Linked DNA regions of Mus musculus: region 1 is linked to region 2. The links are chromatin contacts, called in public Hi-C maps. All regions are on one chromosome and are shown on one strand. Each heading gives the region's core, a stretch centred on a gene start, on an enhancer-like site or on the middle of the called end of the contact. The rest is flanking DNA. Distances are from core to core; before and after follow the strand shown. Region 1 holds the start of Glrx2 (glutaredoxin 2 (thioltransferase)). Region 2 overlaps Gm35244 (predicted gene, 35244).

Evidence for each region. Hi-C and Micro-C count contacts between places; a contact is called where the count stands out from the background.
Region 1: a Hi-C map of the HPC-7 cell line shows a contact between it and region 2, with 4 times the contacts expected there. The contact joins the promoter of Glrx2 here to the enhancer-like site in region 2. A contact is called at or near these places in 3 of 39 promoter capture datasets (the HPC-7 cell line, liver and stem cell-derived epiblast-like cells) and 1 of 484 Hi-C or Micro-C datasets (the HPC-7 cell line).

What each region holds. Positions count from the first base shown.
Region 1 is chr1:143,738,011-143,742,547 of GRCm38.p6, reverse strand. It overlaps Glrx2 (glutaredoxin 2 (thioltransferase)), which reads right to left and starts at 2,980. Exons shown (of 4, transcript NM_001038592.1): 1 at 2,790-2,980; 2 at 837-900. The coding sequence starts at 2,887. Gm46161 (a long non-coding RNA gene) reads left to right here and starts at 3,382. Exons shown (of 2, transcript XR_001779472.2): 1 at 3,382-3,548.
Region 2 is chr1:143,317,418-143,321,641 of GRCm38.p6, reverse strand. It overlaps Gm35244 (predicted gene, 35244), which reads left to right. Exons shown (of 3, transcript NR_168345.1): 2 at 291-366; 3 at 3,619-3,787. Among named protein-coding and RNA genes, the nearest start is that of Gm35244, 25 kb to the left of the region's middle. Within about 2 kb of position 1,886, at least 27 of the 459 cell types and tissues checked have an H3K27ac peak or open chromatin away from gene starts, as enhancers often do. A contact at or near this core is called in the HPC-7 cell line, where this site is marked.

The DNA of each region.
Region 1 (4,537 bases), core at 1,731-4,230, 420 kb before region 2:
AGAAGCCCTGAATTTTCCCTCTTGCTTCCATTTTCCAACTGCTAGGATGACAGGAAAATGAGGCCAGATCCGGCTTAACACAAAATTTCTGAGGCAGAAGTAATTAAGATGGACAGTGAAAGAGAAAAGAAAACAAGAGAATAGAGCCATGCACGGTACCCCAAAGAGAATAATTTACGGAGTAATTATTACACAGTAGGTGCTCCTCGTGCCCAATACACAATAACCTTGGCTCTGAAAGCCTCACTCTGAGGTCAATAGTAGACTTCAAGTGGGCTTGATGGAAAAAAAAAAAACAATTCAACCTCATAGATGGATTTCATTAAGAATAAATTTCAGCCAAGTCTGGTAGGCTAGGTCTATAATCTCAGCTATGTAGGGAGCTGAAGCAACATGTCAAGTTCAAGAGCAGCCTGCCTGAGAGCAGTTCACAGTTATTCCAGGCAACTCAAGGAGACCACACCTATATCCCCAGCTCTGGGAGGTGGGGGTGATAGGGAACGTAGAGACAGAACTGCTGGAGCACTATCTCAAAGGAATAAAGCAGATACCGATAGAGCAGGACACTGGACATCCCTCCTCTGGCCTCCACACAAGCATGCAGCCATGTGTATAGCATATACACAGAAACCACACAAAAAGAAAGAAGAAGAAATTTCAGAAACTTTAACCAATGAAATGGTATAGGACTTGTCACAAGGATAACTTTGATAGCAATTTTTAAAATAGATATTACTTTAGTAAAATATTTTCCCAACTATGTCAAGTCTGGCCACAAAAGAAGTACATTAACCGTGTGAGCTATTTCTTCTTCCTCGGTCTTCCCCATCACTCACTTGGATCTGGTTCACAGGAGTAGTTGTAGACTTCCCCCAAAACGACGATGTGCTGTTTCCCATTCTAAAACAAATGAAAAAGATCAGCACAGTTAATGAGGTGACCCCCCAGCAGGGAAGACAACCTTAAATATGAATATGTCCAAATACACAAAGCAGGAAGAAGCTTTATCAGTACAAAACACCAGTTCTCAAAGTACTTGTCCGCTAACACCAGCAGGACCCACGTGCTTCTCTAAGCAGCCTTTCAATAAATTTTACCTAGTAAAACCAATCTCTGGTTCGATTGTTCAGTATACTCTTATTCTTTTTTTTTTTTTTTTTTTTTAACAGGAAGTTTCTCTGTGTAGCCCTGGCTGTCCTGAAACTCACTCTGTAGACCAGGCTGGCCTCGAACTCAGAAATCCACCTGCCTCTGCCTCCCAAGTGCTGGGATTAAAGCCACCACACCCAGCTACTTATATTAAGTGCAAAAGTAAGCTATTTTAAGTTTAAATTTTAAAGGCCCCAGTGAAAACACGTCCTAAATCACAGTGTAGAGTTTCAGTCCTGTTTCTGAATGAATCTGTATCAAATGGCCTTTCCCAGCTCATGTTAGCCCTGGATGATGAATATCTGCTCTACTTGGTCACTCTGTACCACTTCAAATAAGCTTGCAACAAGCATCACCTTCCGTAACAACAAAGATGAGTTAGAGACAGGAATCATTGCAACTATCTGTGCTTTTTCCAGGTAGAGAGAGGGTAGGAGGGGGTAAGAAGCTTGGAAGACTGCTCCCTACTTTGTGGGAGGCAGCTTTGAGAAAAAAAAAAAAAAAAAATGCTAGCAGGGTTTGTGAAGTTCAAAGCAGTAGGAAAGTGCCAGATGGCTTTGGCCTGGAAGAACGCTGGATGGCATCAATCCAGTCTATTTGGGTTTTCAACGCTAAAAACAAAATCTCTAATCTAGCATTTACCACCTCCTTAAACCTATGTGGCATTTACGACGGGTGAGCTTTTCTAAGAAATTAAGAGGACCAGCCGGGTGTGGTGGCGCACGTCTTTAATCCCAGCACTCGGGAGGCAGAGGCAGGCGGATTTCTGAGTTCGAGGCCAGCCTGGTCTACAAAGTGAGCTCCAGGACAGCCAGGGCTATACAGAGAAACCCTGTCTCGAAAAACCAAAAAAAAAAAAAAAAAGACCAAAGAGGCATATTCCCTGCCAAAGAAAAAGCTCCAAAAAAAGCACCCCTACCTTTCTTAAGGCAGTCCCTTCGATTTCTGGTTTAGCTTTCCTATTAAGGAAAGGGGCAGGCACCGCATAAATGCCCAATGAAATACCTCAACACTGATAAAGCACCAACTAGTCGCGCTCCATTTATGAAACATCTACTAAGAGGTGGTAGGTGGGCAAAGCAGGATATACACCAGATATCTCCAATAGGAAACAGTCCTAATGATCTGGCAAATGGTTAACATCACGTGACCAGCGCTTTCAGAAAGTAAGTCTCCCTGGAAGACAGGGGAGTATAGGATGTTGAGACAGACGTCTTGACAGCTGCCTAGGCCAGGCCTGATTGGCCATCACTGGTATGCCAGCCCAGGGTTATGCTAAGGAAGGAAGCCAGGGAAAGCAATGCTCCCATCAAGCCAGAAACCACATCTACAGGATGCCAGAGTTACTAGCTGCAAAGCCTTGGGCATTTAAAAGCATGAGTCAAGTTCACATCCTGCGACAGGATAGCAAAGACTTACAATCAATCTAAGAACGATAATATAAGTTCAATATAAGTTCCCACAAGCAGGGGAGTCTCTTTTCAGGGCCATCCAGGTCTACGCTGAGTTAAAACCACATGCTGTATTTGTTAAGCTCAGACTAGGACGTCTGTTGTTTGTCCCCCAAGCCGGCTGGGTCCACACTAACACTACCGCAGGGATCCACAAGCCCCGCAGGCCCGGCCCGCCCCGCCGCGTACCCCGAGCCCGCAGCTCCAGCCGCGCCACGCCGCCCCGCCAAGATCCTCCCGCTCGCCACCAGCCGCCTCCCCACCGAAGCCGCGCGGCGCCAGGACATAGCCAAAGGTCCCCGGCAGCCTCCGGGAGAGCAGCAGGCGATCGCGACCACGACGATGGAAGCCCGCCCCTCCGGCGGCCTCGCTCCGCCCCATCGGGCTGTCCGCGCCGCCGCCGGGCTCGCCGCGCTTCCTGGCTCCCCCGTCTCCGCGCGCCCACGCGCCCGCGTGCCCGCGAGCCTGCAGGTTCGCATCCTCGGCGGTAGAGCGAGGCACTCACCTGCCTGCCGAGTTCTTCCGATCTCTACCGAGTTCTCCCGAGCTCCTCACGCCCGCATTCAGGATTAAGAAAGAGGCTTAGGGAGAGCCACAAGAAAAATTACTCGAGGCAGGGTGGTGGCCCGGTGTTTACCTGAGGGTGGTAGGTAGGTCAGTCACCACCTCTGGTCAGACAGGTTTAGGATGTGAAAGATGGACCGGACCGGAATGTCATCTTAAGATTAATTTATTGATCCGGAGTCCATAGGCAGGTTGAATTGTACTCAGAAAGTGAAAAACACAGGCGGTCCAATGTTTAACGTTCTTTCCGAAGAAAGCAAGGTGGTGTTTTTAAAATAAACTGAAATTAGGAAACGAATTAGCCCAGAGACAGTTCATCATGGCTTTAACAGCCATGGCTGCCGCAGCTCCTAATGACAAACCTATCCAAGCCTCTCAGTGACGGTAATAATAGCCCTTTGTACGTGTTTTCATAAGTTCAGGGGGATCCGCCCTTAGCTCTATACACTGAGGATACTGAAACTGAAAGCCAAGGTCTAATGGTGTATCTAAAACTATGAACAATCGTTGAAACTATCCATACCTTTTTTTTTTTTTTTTTTTTTTTAGTTTTTCGAGACAGGGTTTCTCTGTATAGTCCTGGCTGTCCTGGAACTCACTTTGTAGAGCAGGCTGGCCTCGAACTCAGAAATCCGCCTGCCTCTGCCTCCCCAGTGCTGGGATTAAAGGCGTGCGCCACCACGCCCGGCTTATCCATACCTTTCTTGAGCCTCCATGCTGAACCCAAACTTAAGATTCATGTTGCCAAGGTACAAAATTAGAACTTCTGTTTATGGTTGCTCTTTTTTTACTTCCCTTGGTCTGTATATCATCAAATCATAAAAGATTTTCATAATCATCAAGTTAATTGCAAAAACAAATCTCCCAGGGGCATAACATGTTTTTTTTTTCATAAAGCCCAAATTTACTTTGAAAATCAAAGTTTGCTATATAAAATAATTTTACCAAGAGATAGCGACTTAGGAAAGTTACTGTGGCTTTTGTTGTTTGTTTTGAAGTAGAACTTTTGAAGAACAATTTACCTCTGGCTCAATTAAGGGAAACAATGTAAACCCCTCCCTCTTTCTAGAGATACATTGTTTATCCCCATGCGTCTCAATTTTACAATCCTCCAGCACCATCTCTTAAATGCTGGGATACCATTCACTACCATGTCTTCTGCGCAATTTAATTTTAATATACTGTAAATGAGATTTGTAGTGAGCAGTTGCTCTTTTAAAAAACATCAGCATGCAAGTACTAACAACATTATGCCTGAGATAAGCATCATGCATTGAGCTAGACTGATACTTTCCGACTTAGCTTGTTTCCTGAGATAGCTATAAGAAGAATACTTTTTGTCCACACTTGGGATTGTAAGTAAGCAAGAGGGC
Region 2 (4,224 bases), core at 637-3,136:
TTTGTTTGTAAGTTCTGCCCACTCAAGTACAAGTGAAACTTAGAAAAATATTTGCAGCCTCATGGAAATGACCTAGCAGAGACAGACAGTGGATGGCAAAGCAGGAGGAGATTACTGAAGCTGAAAATCCTTGAGAAGGTGACATACCTACAGCAAAAGCATGCATGGAGACAATTTTTCCTGTTGGTTGTAAAGACATGAGAAGACTGCAAACATTTGTAGAGTTGGTGATAACTCTATGAGGGGATTCTAATCTAACCGATTTGTTTTTTCCCCCAATGACTTTGAAGCAAGATCTACCTCTGAAAGCAAAGTGAAGTTCGAGGAGAAAAGGCTACCTTCAAAGTGAGGCTATAAAGTTGCTTGGTAAGAGTTTAGTACTGCTGGGAGCCATGACCAATTGTTTTAATTTGTTGGGATGAAACTAAGGTGTGCTCAATTAGCTAAAATATATTAATATGTAGCTTTTGAGTGACAGGCAAACAAGAGAAAGAGACACACATACATAAATACAGGCAAGAAGAGAGAAGGAGGGAGGGAAGAAGGAAGAGAGACAGAGAGAGAGAGAGAGAGAGAGAGAGAGAGAGAGAGAGAGAGAGAGAGAGAGAGAGGAGTTCTACATGTTAAGTTTTGTCAAGTAAGACAGGGTAAGGAGTTTTAAAGCTAGCAGGTACTAGATTATATCCCCAAACTGTGGGATATTAATGACCTTGAGAAGAAAAAAACAGATAGGAGTGATGTGAAGATTTAGTGATGCCATCGTAGATTGAGATCAGTGAAGAACCAAAGAACAGATGGACAACCTATGGGTTATGTTGAGGGTCTAATGACCTTTTCACAGGTTTTGCCTAAGACCATCAGATAACACAGATATTTATATTATGATTCATAATGGTAGAAAAATTACAGTTATGAATTAGCAATGAAAGTAACAATAGTTGGGGGTCATACATGAGAACTGTATTAGAGGATCACAGCATTAGTAAGGCTGAGAACCACTGCTCTAGAGGGTTCTGAAGAAGGGAAAGATCATGTCCCAAATGGAGACTTTGGAGTGATCTATACTACCTAACTAAATATCTATATACCTAACTAAAACTAATTACAAATTAAGCTCCATCATAAATTATTAAGAGGTAGGGTCTTTAAAGATGACTATGAGGTCATCAGAGATCTATACTCAGGGGAGGGTTAATCCATTCAAGAGCTAATGAATTATCACTGAGCTGTCTCTTGTGAGACTATGCCAGGGCCTAGCAAACACAGAAGTGGATGCTCACAGTCAGTTATAGGATGGATCACAGGGCCCCCAATGGAGGAGCTAGAGAAAGTACCCAAGGAGCTAAAGGGATCTGCAACCCTATAGGTGGAACAACAATATGAACTAACCAGTACCCCACCCCCACCCCCCGGAGCTCATGTCTCTAGCTGCATTTGTATCAAAAGATGGCCTAGTAGGCCATCACTGGAAAGAGAGGCCCATTGGTTGTGCAAACTTTATATGCCTCAGTACAGGGGAACGCCAGGGCCAAGAAGTGGGAGTGGGTGGGTGGGGGAGTGGGTGGGTAGGGGAGTGGGTGGGGGAGGATATGGGGGACTTTTGGGATAGCATTGGAAATGTAAATGAAGAAAATACCTAATTTAAAAAAAACAGTTTGTCTCTGTGTCTGTATTGCATTCCTCTCGAAAGGAGGTGTCCTGAACTGTCTTAGAACCTGGCAGTCCTTCACTATGTGTGGCCCCTCTATGTTGGTCCTCCTACTGGGTAGAACTAACACCTGACTAAACCTCACTCTTTACAAATGACACAGTCAGTAGTATTGTGCTATGCAACAGACAACAGCCTAAGGAAGTATCTTCTGTGAAGATAATAAGGTCTTGCAGATAAGACCAGAAATGGTTACTAAGGTTACAGGAAGCACGGTTGAACAAGTGGTAAACCAAGCTTAGGAGGAAGCATCCACAAGGCTGCTGAAATTCTGCACGAGGAAGGGTGTGAGAATGTAGGGGTCACAACAGGGATGACGTTAGCCAAAACGCACGCAGAAAAGCGGAGACCACCTCCAGTAGATAGGCATGGTCCCTAGTTGAGGGATGGGACCACCCACCCATCTTAAAGTTTTTAACCCAGAAATGCTCCTGTCCAAGGGAAAGACAGGGACAAAAAAATGGAGTAGAGACTGAAAGAAGGGCCAACCGGGGATGCCCCCCACACCACCCCAGGGATCCATCCCATCTGCAGACACCAAACCCTGACACTGTTGAGGTTGCCAAGGCGCTTGCTGACAGGAACCTGGTGTGGCTGTTCCCTGGGAGGTTCTGCCAGCACCTGACCAATGCAGATGTGGATGCTCGCAGCCAACCATCAGACCGAGCTCTGGGATCCTGGTAGGGAAGCTGGCAGAAGGACTTGAGTGGAGAGGGATTGCAACCCCATAGGAAGAACAATGTTGGCTGGCCGGACTACCCAGTGCTCCCAGGGACTAGACCACCAACCAAAGAGAGTACAGGGAGGGCTCCAGGGCTCCAGATACCTATGTAACAGAGGATGGCCTTATCTGACATCAGTGGGAAGGGTTGATCCTGTGGAGGTTTGATGCCCCGGTGTAGGGAGATGCTAGAGTGGTGGGGCAGAAGCAGTTTGGTGGGTGAGAGATCACCCTCATAGAGGCAAAGGGGAGGGAGAGAGGGCAGATGGGGATGGGGGGGTTGTGGAGGAGTAAGCGGGAAGGGGGGTATCATTTGAGATGTAAACATATGGAATTTAATAATAATAATAATAATAATAATAATAATAATAATAATAATAATGTAGGGGGTCAGAAGATATCTTCTGGTAGTAGGAGGTCCCATGTAAATGCAGTCAAGAGGAGAGGTGGGCGGCATAGTAAGTTCTCATAGGCTCCGAAGCTGTGGATATCAAAGCTTTTAGAGAAATGAAAGGTTTAGAAGTAGCACTGTGGATCAGAGAAGTTTCTATCTCGAAGACAGCTGCAGGAGAGCAATTTTAGATAATTTTAGCACAGGCAAAGGGAAATTCGAGGCGGAGGTGCTAGCAGGAGTGGGTTTCTGGGTCAGAGCTCTGAAGCTGCGGAAAGCACAGTGAGTGGAAAAGCGGGGAGAAGAGGAGTCAGGAAGCGGACAAGGATGTCCACACTGCCTGCGCCGAAGGTCTCGGATAACTTCCATTTTCTAGAATGATTGTTCTGTTCAGAGAGTGGATGTTTTAGTGAACATACACGTGGCAGGCCAGTTTGGCATGATCAGAAGCTTTGAAGGAACATAACAAAACAAAACTGTGCTTTGGTGAAATATTTACACAAGTTTGAAATGTGGTATGCATCATAGGATTCTTCCATTGAGTGAATCTTAGGTTGTGGAAGTTGGTTAAGTTGAACCTCAAGACGGCTGCTTCTGCCTTGGGGGGTGGGGGAGGGGCAGGGAGGATTGGGGGTGGACGATCAGTTTTTAGGTTAGGCTATGTGTGAAATGTTCTCTCCTTACCAACAAGACTCGAATAAAACCCACTAGAATAAAAATTTCATGCTAGAATGAAAAATACATTCTAGAACTTGTCACAGACTCTCTCTCTCTCCTCTCCCTCCTTTGTTCTTTTAGATTATAAAGCGAGGGAAGAAGATACTATTGTGGATATGAATTCTGAATGACTGTAGACACAGAGCCCGTGTTCACGCTGTTATACTAAAACCACCATAACAACACGCCAGCCCTGAAAACGACAGTCTGGGCCAGGGAAAACAGACTCTAATAAAAAGGAGGAAAAATATTGGAAGACGGAGCTCTGTTAATTCTTACTGAAGGGATTCTGTGTCAGAACCCAGCTTCTTTGTGTGTGTGTGTGTGTGTGTGTGTGTGTGTGTGTGTGTGTGTGATCATTTATAGGCACACAGTAGCTTTTCAAACGTAATCTTATGTCAATCACTACTCTTAACCATTATAGTTTCCCCCTGAAGTCCCTAGAGAAAGAATGCATTCTGGGGCTGTAAAGATGGCTCTACAGTTAAGAACACATACTACTATTGCAGAGGATCGGACTTTGCTTCTTAGACCCACATCCAGTGGCTCATAACCACCCGTTATTCCTGCTCCAGCGAATTCTTCTGAAGTTTTTCTAACACCTGCATACACATGCACCATGAACACATACACACAAGTCAGAATAAAATAAATCTTTAAAAGTAAGTGTCTTCTGATGCTGTTAAA